Linked DNA regions of Triticum aestivum: region 2 is linked to region 1. The links are chromatin contacts, called in public HiCAR-type maps. All regions are on one chromosome and are shown on one strand. The core of a region is the stretch at or near the end of the contact, and the rest is flanking DNA. Distances in the headings are between cores, read along the strand shown. Region 1 holds the start of LOC123148254 (protein FMP32, mitochondrial). Region 2 holds the start of LOC123148255 (probable methyltransferase PMT24).

Region 1 (6,441 bases), core at 1,781-4,280:
ACACAAAATAACCATTAGGTTGAGTATGCAATTTAAAATTTGTGGTATAAACAGCTCATGAATGCAGAAGTTCATACTCACTTCAGTTCACTCCTCATCTTATCAATGTCTCCACGGAGTTTTTCAGTCTCCCGCTGTAACAAAGAGAAATGGTTTTCCTGCATACAGAAACTTCCCACTCATGAGCTTATTTAGTAAAAAATAAGAACACAAGTTCTGATTAACATGGACAATTGTAAGTCACATGTTGTAGTAATTATTAAACATATTTTTGCTCCAACCAAACTCCATATAGAGAAATAAGTGCATGAGAAAGGTTCAACAAAACAGAAGTTACAAATACCAATAGATTGAAAAAGGAGTTTATGACCTGCAACCAATGCAAATATGGCCCACACAGAATGTGTTGCATTGGCACCAGTGATCTTTAATTAGCCTTTTCGTCAAGTCTTTTTGGCATGTACACATGTTTCTACAATGCTGAGCATTTCCATTGCAAGCACCAGTGATCTTTAATTAGCCTTTTGGTCAAGTCTTTTTGGCATGTACACATGTTTCTACAATGCTGAGCATTTCCATTGCAAGCATTGTGCAAAGCAAAACAAAACTGAAAGTCAATAAGCCACACAGCAGTAACATCCAGACAGCACTTTTAGTTTATTCGCTGAATAAGCTATTTTTTTCTTCTTTCCTTTGAAATCTACTGATCAACATATCCAACACCGTCGAGTGAGCACGAAAACATCTCTAAGGAGTGACTTATTAGTAGAATGAGAGTTCATGAGTTCAGTGGAGAGTCTCAGTTCTGCCCCGCAACATTGGTTAATTAGCTGAACAAGAGTTCATTGCCATGGGAATATTAATCACTAATCATCATACTTTCAAGAATCAAGAACACTAAAGATTGGAAATAGTATACATTTGCGTACTAAATGGCAGAAATGCAGGTTGCTAAACTTTGGCTAAAGGATAAAGATCAAAATAATCCTTTCAAATCTACGGATCAACAAATCCAAAGCTGTGGGGTGAGTACGAAAATATTTCTAAAGAGTGACTTATTAGAGGAATGGAGAGTCTCAGTTCTGTCTCCGCAATATTGGTTAATTAGCTGAATGAGAGTTCATTGCCATGGAAATACTAATCACTAATCAGCGTACATTTTCCAGAATCAAGAACACTACATATTAGAAATACTGTACATTTGAATACCAAATGGCAGAAATGCAAGTTAATAAACTTTGGCTAAAGAATAAAGATAAAACAATCCTTATATTGTGTTGAAGATTGTTTAGAGATTTGGTAGCATTTGCAGGTTCAAACAAAACTTTATCAGAAAAAACAAACATCAATGTGAACCAAATTATCCTTTAGGTGAAACAACAGGATAGAACATGTGAATACATGTGCTCCATGGTAAGAGCTAGAAAAACCTACTAATCTCACTTCTACAAGGTGAGATGTTAATGAAAAAACAAATTATGGCAGACTATGTAAGAGATAACATTAATTAAACAAGAAAAATAAAATGTACATGTGAAGGACACGAAACAAGCCAATACTGTCAGATTAGACGCTTCTACAACACGGGGAGTCCAAAACAGTAAAGTGCCAACAACAGTAACCTAATAGGTCTATTAAGATCAAATAGCACAGAATGATTGGGCATTGGAGCAAACGGTGACCCCAAACCCTAATTACTACCTCCGTTCGGAATTAACTGTCACTGAAATGAGTGTATCTAGACGGGTTTCAGTGTGTAGACTCACTCATTTCAGCGACAGTTAATTCCGAACGGAGGAAGTACATGCCAACTATTTGCACAAATCAATCGTTATAAGCCAAATGAGGGCTACTTCTTCCAATTACCAACATACAATCACGAAATGAAGTAATGCAGGATAACCCAGAGAGAACAATGCTAAGTAGAACTTGTACAAGCTAATGATGAAGTCCTAATTACATACGAACCAAGCTATTTGCACAAACAAAACGCTTATAAGCCAAATGGGGGCTACATCTTGAAGGTACCAACAGAAAATCACAAAATGGAGTAATGCAGAATAACCAAGTGAGAAACAATGGCAAGTAGAAACTGTAGAAGCTATATGATGAAGTTCAACAGAAGGGCAACAACAGCCATAAGAACAACAGCTTCTACAAACGTCAGTGGTCATCAAATTCACATCGAACAAACAGTTTGGTTCCAAGCATACCTGCGAGCTCTGCACTTGCGACTTGAACTTGGAGATATTGGCCTCCTGCAGCATCTCACTCTGCACACGGCAAATCAAAAGCAGGAAACAGATGAGTAAGCTGTCCATCCCCACCAGAAATACAGTCAGAAGGTGACTGGCGTTACCTTCTGCATCTCGGCCTTGGAGACGAAGGACTCGGAGATGCTCTCGAGGCTGTCGTTGAGGACCTCCGTGATGGCGGACGTGATGGCCTCCGCCTGCTTGGTCGGGACGCCCTGCGACTCCAGCTTCCTCACCTGCGAACCAACGCGATGACCCACGCGCGCACGCGATCTCAGCATTGCATTTCGTCGAGCACCTCCGGGGCGCCAATTCCCACAAACAGCTGCCATTCCGTAGGCGGATGGCAGTAGTAAGCGTGGCAGGTGAAGTAGGTTACCAGGGCGAGGGTGTCGACGAGGAAGGCGCGGCGGCCGTTGGTCTTGACGAGCTGCGAGATGCTGCGGGCGGCGGCGGGGCCGGCCCACCGCGTCGGCCACTGGTGGTGATGGTTGTGCAGGAGCAGGCCGCGCCTGCACGCCGCGGCGGCCGCTGCGGCCATCTCCTCCCCCCCGCGCGAGGCGTCGACCGGAGGAGACGGGGGCGCGTGGGCGGAGGAGGCGGACGGGGAGGGGGGCGGGCGGGGCGCGGGGTCGGTGCGGGGCGGTCGGGCCGGGCTATAAGCGGGCGGGCGGTGCCGGATTCGGGCGGCTCGGCTTGGTTTGAGGGAGGGTGGCGGTGGTGGGGTTGGAGGCGGGGGCGGTGCTAATTTGGGAAAGGTGGGGAAGGGAGACGGTGGGAGGCGGAGGAGGTCGGGAGGATGGCAAGGCGTGGAGAAGAAGAAGACGCCGAGGACCCAGGGGGGAAAGCGGAAGAGGAGAACGTGTTTGGGAAGAAAACTAGCAACCGCTTCCGTGCTTCGTGTTTGTTCCCCCTTCTCGTTTGTTGGTTTCGTGAAACAGCCCTCGGTTCTACGCGTGGTGCGGTGCAGCTGCTATTCTTTCTCTTCCGTGGGTTTGTTTGCAAATGTTTCGCAAGTCCTAGACGTGACGCAGAATATTGTTGAACAACCGGAATCTGAAGCAGTGCGGTTACGCGGAGCGAAATCTATTTAATTTTCTTTTTGCGGGAAATCTCTATATTCGTTACAGAATGCAATCGAATGTAGTATTCGCAAAAAAAAAAAGGAATCGGATGCAATATGCATGCCAAAAAATGCCACCCTGGTCTGGTGACTGGTGGTGGTCTCCCAGCCTGGTCCGCGTTGGTCCGACCCGACCGGTTGGGTAGGGCGGCCACGGGCTGGTGACCGGCGAAGTGGCGGACGATGATGATTTGACGGTGATGGAGTATTGGATTTGCTCGGGTAAACGTGTTCAACGAGGCAAAATGCTCGTCTCCTTGGCTGACTCGCACGGGTCCCCATCCACGGACGATGAATCCACCGGCCGAGTCCGCGTCGCCCGCGCTTCCCTAGGCGTCGCCGTCCACGCTTCGACGTGCGCCTCGCCTCGCCGCGTCTGCCCAGCACCATACGAGCAATGGTTTTTTTATTTTATCTTAGTGGTCCATACGAGCAATGGTAGGTAGCCCACGGGACCTCCACGCGTCGCCTGCACCACATGGGCCGGGGCGCCTGGCCCAGCAAGCACAGTCAAAGCTAGCGACAAAAGCTCACGCCTGTTTTTTTTTTCATTTGGGTCTGTTTAATTTTAAGTTGAAAAAGTCATGAATTCAAACAATTGTGAATTCAAAAATGTTCATGAATTTATAAAAAATGTTTACAGGTTTGAAAAATGTTCATGAATTCAAAATATTGTTCATGAATTGTAAAAATATTCCGAAATCAACATAAGTTCATGAATTCAAAAAATATAATCACAAACTCGAGAAAAGATCATGAATGAAAAAATCAATCCAACCTTCGTCTAGGTACAACAATAGTTGCCTTGTCCACCATCTTTTTCTCAAGGTGTTTCACATCTTTGATCCCACCTTTCAGCTGCTCATGTACTTCCTTCTACTTGCCTTTCTTCAGAACACACTTGAAGCACTGTCCACTTTTTGAAACAGTACGCTTGGCGCGACGAGTACGCCTTGCAAAATCGGAGCTATGAGAGCCTGCCTTCGAATGTGACTCGGTGATGCTAACCATGGTATGATCCAGATAATAATTGTTTATAGCGATATACAACACAAGACATCTAACAAATAATTATCAGGTCGCCTAGGGGTTTAATACGTATGGGGTCACTGTTATCCGAATGGCAACGGATTCAGGATACAACCTTCAAACAAATTATAAAACATTCACATTACAACAAAGGCTCGCACTGATAGAGTTCGGAACTGATCTTACTCATAACAACAGTTCAAAGTATGCTACATTGATCTGAGCTACCCACTTCACACGAATTTGCAGGGGAGTTAAGCCATAATGCAGGAAGCACATAGCAATAGGCAGATCCAAGCACTACTTGGAAAACCCCTATAGGCAATCACATAATAGTGGCGCGGGTTATATGCCCCGTGCTACTGCTACATGGTAGTAGTGTGGGCTAAAAAGTGCGCTAATAGTAGAAATTAGCACTAGCGCGGGCTCCGTTACCCCGCGCTACTGCTAGGTGGTCCCCACCGTTCCTCGAGACAGGCCACTTAGTAGTGGCGCGGTCCACCGCGCTCTGCGCTACAACTACTGGGATTAGCAGTAGCCCGGTGCCCATGCCCCATGCTGCTACTAAGTGCAGCATCTGTATTCTCTCTCTGCCGCCCATTCCTCACCCCTTCTCCTCACTCTCCCTCCATCTCTCGTCCTCGCTCTTGCTCCTCCTCCCGTCGTCGCCGCCATCCCCGCATTGTCGCCGCCCCCTACTGAGGTAACCCTCCTTCCTCCTTCCCTTCCCCTGCCGGGGCACCGTCCCTCCTCCCTTCTCCCTCCTTCCCTTCCCCTACCGGGTCACCGGCCCTCCTCCTTTCTCCCTCCTTCCCTTCCACTACCGGGGCACCGGCCCTCCTCCATCCCTCCTTCCCCTACCAGGGCACCAGACCTCCTTCCTCTTCCTCCACTCTTCCCTCCTCCCTCCTCCCTCCCCTTCCCCCACTCTTCCTCCCAGATTTGTATGGTTGAATAAGATGTAGTACTATGTGGTAGTTTAGAATTTTTTGTTAAATCTTTATAAAATGTAGTACTATGTGCTAGTTTGGGATTTTTTTTATGGTCGTTTCATTTGTATGGTCCACAAATGTTTATATAGCTCATTGAGCATAAATTTGGCACATGGCAAAAGGTCATGACCAGGAATGTTTTGCAGGGATCTTACAAGTTCCTATGTGTTGCCAGAATGTTGATTAATTTCCGTTTTGACAAATTTCAGGCACTCGATATGTCCTAGTTTTGGCAAAGGTCATGAATAAATTTTTCTGTAGATTTTGGCAGGACTTTTGCTAAAAAGTAGGACATATTGAGTACTCGGACATTTCGGCATGACTTCCGATACATGTAATGTTGATCGATGTTTTCGGTCCGGTGGGGCTCCCTATGTGATAGATTGATGTTCTTGAAGGAAGAATCACAATTGTTGTTCTGGGGTTGATACGTATCTAATTTTTCTCACGCTTCTTCTCTTGTTTTGGACTGTAATTAATGAAACTAACCCCGGACTGACGTTGTTTTCAGCAGAACTACCATGGTGTTGTTTTTGTGCAGAAATAAAAGTTCTCGGAATGGAACGAAACTTTTTGAGGATTTTTTTATACCAATAATAAGAATTTCTGGAGCCAAGACCCACCGGAGAGGGCCCCTGGGTGGGCACAACCCACCAGGGCGCGTCCCACTCTCCTAGCGCGCCCAGGTGGGTTGCACCCGCCTGGTGGCCCCGCTGATGACCCCCTGATACTATAAATTCACATTATTCCAGAAAAAATAAGGGAGAAAGAATTATCACGATCCACGAGATGGAGCCTCCGCCAAGCCCTGTTCTTCCTCGGAAGGGCAGATCTGGAGTCCGTTTGGGCTCTGAAGAGGGGGATCTTTGATCTTCGTCATCACCAACCTATCTCCATCACCAATTCCATGATGCTCCCCACCGGGAGTGAGTAATTCCTTCGTAGGCTCGCTGGTCGGTGAGGAGTTGGATGAGATTCATCATGTAGTCGAGTTAGTTTTGTTAGGGCTTGATCCCTAGTATCCACTATGTTCTTAGATTGA
Region 2 (6,354 bases), core at 2,053-4,552, 380 kb before region 1:
ACTAAATGATATAGCCACCCTATTTGCTCATGTGGAAAAAATTCGCTACTACTATATTATTAAGTTGTTTCCTTTCTCATTAAAGGGTGATGCTAAGATATGGTTTAGTTCTCTTATTCCTGGTTGTGTGTGTAGTCCCCAGGGTATGATATATTACTTCTCTGAAAAATATTTTCCTGCTCATAAGAAACAAGTTGTTTAAAAGGAAATATTTAACTTTGTGCAAATTGAAGAAGAGAGTCTCCCACAAGCTTGGGGGAGGCTTCTCCAATTACTTAATGCTTTGCCTGATCATCCTCTCAAAAAAATGAAATACTTGATATCTTTTATAATAGACTAACCGATGCTTCTAGGGACCACCTAGATAGTTGTGTTGGTTGTGTTTTCAGGAAACGAACTGTTGCACAATCTGAAGTATTATTGAATAATATATTGAGTAATGATAATGATTGGACTCTTCCCGGACCACCTCCTAAGCCAACTCCAAAGAAGAGGGGTATTTTATTTCTCAGACTTTGCTTTCAAAGTGACCATGCAATGACAATGATCAAAGTGTCAAACCCTCTCTTCTCTTCCCTCCTAAAAACTTGTTTATTCCTCGACCACCGGGATATGAAAGTGTCGCTCGTGATGGGGCATTTCACATTTAGCCGAGGGCCTCAAAGCAAAGGTGCCAAACTTCCTAGGCATAGACACATTGCATGACAATATGGTCCACGTTATCCTCCTCTTGGAGGCAGGTCAACTGCAGGTCTTGAAGGCCATGCTTGGCATGTCTATATGTCCATAGTTTGTATTGCGGTGTCAACCAATTAAATATATTGCACTTAAAGGGGGGAGGGGCACTTCTCCAGATACTGCTAGCCGATGGCGATCGCACCAAACCAAGGAAAAGTCTGGGGCACACTGACTTCGCAGTGTAAACACCGGATGCCGCGCATGGCTAGGTGAAGGTATTCTCGAGATCAAGGTTCCTTGGCACTGTGACAATGTCCTGGCAAAGGTGAACATACTGAATCTAAGCCATAAATGATGTGTCAGCAGAAAGTCCTGCACCCACGCATTGCCCAATAGCACACTGATGCACTGTACGTCGGTTCTATGTACGAGTAGGGGCTGTGACAAAGTGAAGTGGAGCTATGTCCTGCATCAAGAAACCGTGGATCCAACGGTCCCTCCAGAACAAAACCTTATGTCCATCCTCAACAATGATGTGCACCAAGCTGTCAAACACAACATGAGCGCCCAGATCAGTCATCATCGGGATACCTTGCCATGGTCTTTGCAGCTCCATCCTCTTCAACCATTCCCAACATCATGTATTGTGAGTGTTAACTATTGATCTAGAGACTAGCACAATATATGAAAGAGATTCAGGCTCAGGACAGGATCGTCACAACAACCTACAATGAAGAAGTTTCTTTTAATAAAAAATACATCATTTCTGTATAGCAAAAGAGCCCTACACGTGGGCACTGCCCCTACCTTGATGTGGGAAAAAGAAAACCTTTTTATATCTACAACCAACAGAACATGTTTGATGCACCACGAGCGTGATACAAATGTGAAATAACCTGCACAGCAATCCCACTAGAAAAACCTGCACAACAACCCATACAACACTAGAAAACTTACACTATGAGATGTTCGATCGACTTGTCATGATAAAAAAGGGACATATTTTCCACTCCGTTGTCAATTCCGCTTTGCAAGACTATCTGCTGCAAATGAAAAACAATTACGAGAAAGGTTTAGCTTGCTTGGTAGCCACTGGTTTATATGGATATTTAAGAGTGTTGGGTTTAGTCCCACATCGATTGTGGGAGGAGAATAATACGATTTATAAGGGTGAGGGTGTCCCTTCTAACAGGCTAGTCTTTGGGGGAAGAGGCCTCAAGGCCTCTCATAAGTCGATGTTGCTCTCGGATGGTCAACGATGACCTCAAATTTATTCTAACAATTGGTATCAGTGCCCAGGTGCCCGAAATAAAATCTTGATGAACTCACGCATGGTCGGTCATGGTTGGTGGGCTGGTAACGCTGGTGTTAACGGGCCCATGTGTGACCGATGTGCGAGGGGGAGATTGTTGGGTTTAGTCCCACATCGATTGTGGGGGAGACATAACACGATTTATAAGTGCGAGGGTGTCCCCTCCTAACAGGCTAGTCTTTTGGGGGGGAAGATGGCCCAAGGCCTCTCATAAGTCGATGTTGCTCTCCGGTTGGGCCTGGTTGACGCATGTGGGTCCAAACGTTGATGGTAGCGGACCCGGGATTGCGTAACAAAGAGGTCAGTATCACAACACAAACTCGTAATTCTCTTGTATAGTTAAGTTTGAATAGTGGACATTGAAGAATGATCAATGAGCGAATTGAAGATAACTCAGATGGTTAGATTTCTTGTGATGGAATCAACTCATCAAAGTTCATGTTCTAGACTTGGCGCTGATAGTTGCATTTTTCTGTACCTATTTCAGACGTTCCGGCGATGTGAGTTCAGTGGGAGGAGATGTTCCCGTCGACTACGAATGCGTCTGTGATGACTTCGTCAACTTAAAATGTTGTGCCGGCTGAGTATCTCGGAGATGCTTATAGGGATAGAGTGTGTGTGTGCGCGCTCATAGGATGAGTGTATGTGCGTGAGCATTTGTATTGTATTTTAAAAAATGCCCTTGCCGGCGTGAGGGCTCTGTTTTCAGTTGTTTCTTCGCGTTTTGTTACGATTTGTGTTCTGCTCAGGAAGACGAGACGGCGGCGGCTCCCTGAAGATGTAGTAATGTTCTTCCCGCCTAGCCCCTGTCTTGATTATGTCTCTAGCATCTTCGATGGGTGGGTGGAGGTGTGTCTCCGGTGAATCTATTATTGGTGAATTTGCTCGGATCTGGCCGTAGTTCGTCTACTTTCATGTGTTTTCAGGTTGGATCATTCCGAGCTACTCTACTCTTCATCGGCGGCGGTTGTTGTCCTGCTGCGCTGGTCCTATGGAGTCTTAGCACGACGACTTCCCGATTGTCTATTACAACAAGTTTTGCCCGGCTTTGGCGAGGGAGAGACAATGACGGCGGCGCGCATTCGGCTCGCTTCGGTGCTTGTAGTCGTCGCTAGGTGAAAAAAAATACTATGAGAGGAAGTTTTCTCGAAAAAACAAAATCAACTATGGACATCCACACGTACGGTTGTTAAAAAAATGCAATTTAGCGAATTGTTGGTTCATGCAAAGATTGCCTCCAATTTCCATGGGATCGACCGACCAAAAGTAGTACTAGTCTACAAGACGAAGAAAAGAAGTTAAGAAAAGACTGCTGATGATCCTGTTGACGGGAGCAACAAACAAACTAACCGGCACGGGAGAGATCCGCGGCTCCGTGTCCCGATTCTCCTGCGAGTCCTGTCCCACGCCAAGCCGCTCAACCAGCGAACCGCCTGCTGACCCCACATCCTGCTCGCCCCCGACGTGCGGGGATCACCCCGCGTTCCCCGAACTCGTGTGCATGGCGCGCCACGTACGCCCATCGCGCCCCGCAACGCAAACACAGCGCCTAAAACCCGCGTCCAAACCAATGGTGGCACTACCAGCTTAGATAGATCGATCGACCCATCCATCGGCCGATCGGCATGGCGGGGGTGGGAGGCCGGAGCTCGCGCGCCGCCGGGAAGCGCGGGGGCGGGGCGGCGTCCTCGTCCGCGGCCGCGTCGGCGTGCGTCTACTACGCCACCACGGGGGTGCTCGTGGCGCTCTGCGTCGCCGGGGCCTACTTGCTCACGTCCACCTCGTCCGCGTCCATCGCCGGGCCGGACGACGGGGACAAGGCGGCCGCCGTCACGGCGTACCGCCATACCACGCGCTCGTCGTTCGCGTACGAGGTGACCAGGGAGAAGGCGCCGCCGTCGCCGCCGCGCGAGCCCGAGGCCGAGGACGGGGCGCTGGGCAAGGAGGACGCTGGCTCCGAGGAGGATGGCGGCGCCGAGCAGGAGCGCGGCAGCGCCGTCACCGCGGCGGCCGTGGGCGACCCGCATGCCCAGCCCGATCTGGACGAGCGTGGCTCCGGCGGCGAGGACTCCAAGAGCGACGCGGCGGCGGTGGACGAGGACCAGAGCAACGAGCGTGTCCGCGTCGCCGCCAGCGAGGCCACCGCCGAGGAGGAGGAGGACGCCGCGGCGGCGACGGGCGCGGACAAGGAGCAAGAAACGCTGGACAACGATCAGGAAGAAGAGCAGCAGTCGCATCTGCAGATGCCGCGCGCCACGGTGGAGGAGAGGAACCTGGACGGCGGCATCGAGGAGGAGAGCATCGCGCGGCAGCGGCAGAGCGACGAGGAGGAGCGTATGAGCGCCGGCGACGAGCAGCCCGGCACGGGCATCCTCCGCCGCGAGGCGCAGGAGGACGAGGCGGCGGAGCGGCAGTCGGATGAGGATAGACCCGATCAGGAGCAGCCGGAGGAGGAGCGTAGCAGCGACCAATCGCTGGTCGAGGAGGACGGGCGCACGTTGGTGGAGGTGGAGTCCGACCCCGGGCAAGAAGACGGCGGCGGAGACGACAAGGCAGCCGAGTCAGAGCACAAGGAGGACACGGACGGCAGCGGCGCCGGCTCGGTGAACCACAACGTCGTCGATACGCTGCAAGGCGAGGACTCGGCCGTCGGCGCCGGAGGAGACCAGAGCGCGTGGGCGACGCAGCGCGATCAGTCCCACCGGGAGAAGGACCGGCGCCAGGAAGACGCGGGCGACGGCAACAGCACGGACGGGGAGGAGCAGCACGAGTGGCGGACGTGCAACGTCAAGGCCGGCGCCGACTACATCCCGTGCCTGGACAACGAGAAGGCCGTCAAGAAGCTGCGGCCGGAGAACTTCCGGCGCTACGAGCACCGCGAGCGTCACTGCCCCGACGAGGGCCCGACGTGCCTCGTCGCGCTCCCAAGAGGCTACCGCCGGCCCGTCGAGTGGCCAAAGAGCCGCGACAGGGTACAAACAAAAAAACATTCTTCTTTCCATGGATTGGTTGCTCACTGACACGACGATGGTGACTTACTGACTTGTGCAGATTTGGCTGAGCAATGTGCCGCACACGAAGCTGGTCCAGGTGAAGGGGCACCAGAACTGGGTGAAGGTGAGCGGGCAGTACCTGCTCTTCCCCGGCGGCGGCACGCAGTTCATCCACGGCGCGCTGCACTACATCGACTTCCTGCAGCAGTCGGTGCGCGGCGTCGCGTGGGGGAAGCGCACGCGGGTGGTGCTGGACGTGGGGTGCGGCGTGGCCAGCTTCGGGGGCTACCTGTTCGAGCGGGACGTGGTGACCATGTCGTTCGCGCCCAAGGACGAGCACGAGGCGCAGGTGCAGATGGCGCTGGAGCGCGGCATCCCGGCCATCTCCGCCGTCATGGGCTCCAAGCGCCTCCCCTTCCCCAGCAAGGCGTTCGACCTCGTCCACTGCGCGCGCTGCCGTGTCCCCTGGCACGCCGACGGCGGCGCCCTCCTCCTCGAGCTCAACCGCGTCCTCCGCCCCGGCGGCCTCTTCGTCTGGTCCGCCACGCCCGTCTACCAGAAGCTCACCGACGACGTCGAGATCTGGAAAGGTATGTGCAGACATGATTAAGCACCAATGATTTTTGCTTATGAGTTCTCACCGTGAGCATGAGTGAACGAACCATTCGCAGCAATGACGGCTCTGACGAAATCCATGTGCTGGGAGCTGGTGACGATCAAGAAAGACCGGCTCAACGGCGTCGGCGCCGCCTTCTACCGGAAGCCGACGTCTAACGAGTGCTACGAGAGCCGGACAAGGCAGCAGCCTCCCATGTGCAGCGACGACGACGACGCCAACGCGGCGTGGTACGTCCGCCTGAACGCGTGCATCCACCGGGTGCCGACCGGCGTGGCGGAGCGCGGGGCCAGGTGGCCGGCGGACTGGCCGCGGCGGGTGCGCGCGCCGCCCAACTGGCTCAACACCTCGCAGGTCGGAGTATACGGGAAGCCTGCGCCGGAGGACTTCGTGGCGGACTACCAGCACTGGAGGCGCGTCATGGACAAGTCGTACCTCAACGGCCTGGGCGTCGACTGGTCCAGGGTGAGGAACGTCATGGACATGCGAGCCGCCTACGGAGGGTAATATCAGCGACAAGAACCCTTCCCGCCATTGCACCTAGCAATCACCTCCGCGACATTGATGGATGTACATGGTCTCTGCCAGGTTCGCCGCGGCGCTGAGGGACCAGAAGGTCTGGGTGATGAACGTCGTCAACGTGGACGCGCCGGACACGCTGCCCATCATCTTCGACCGCGGGCTGTTCGGCATGTACCATGACTGGTGCGAGTCCTTCAGCACCTACCCGAGGACCTACGACCTTCTGCACGCCG

Evidence for each region. HiCAR-type assays count read pairs that join an accessible place to other places.
Region 2: a contact with region 1 is called in a HiCAR-type map of leaf, with 5 times the contacts expected there. The contact joins the promoter of LOC123148255 here to the promoter of LOC123148254 in region 1. A contact is called at or near these places in 4 of 5 Hi-C or Micro-C datasets (leaf and an unstated tissue) and 1 of 1 datasets of contacts at active chromatin or transcription factors (leaf).

What each region holds. Positions count from the first base shown.
Region 1 is chr7A:562,306,469-562,312,909 of IWGSC CS RefSeq v2.1, reverse strand. LOC123148254 (protein FMP32, mitochondrial) reads right to left here and starts at 3,030. Exons shown (of 7, transcript XM_044567639.1): 1 at 2,635-3,030; 2 at 2,360-2,491; 3 at 2,214-2,273; 4 at 82-158. The coding sequence starts at 2,796.
Region 2 is chr7A:562,691,818-562,698,171 of IWGSC CS RefSeq v2.1, reverse strand. LOC123148255 (probable methyltransferase PMT24) reads left to right here and starts at 3,302. Exons shown (of 5, transcript XM_044567640.1): 1 at 3,302-4,962; 2 at 5,042-5,573; 3 at 5,655-6,102; 4 at 6,188-6,354. The coding sequence starts at 3,616.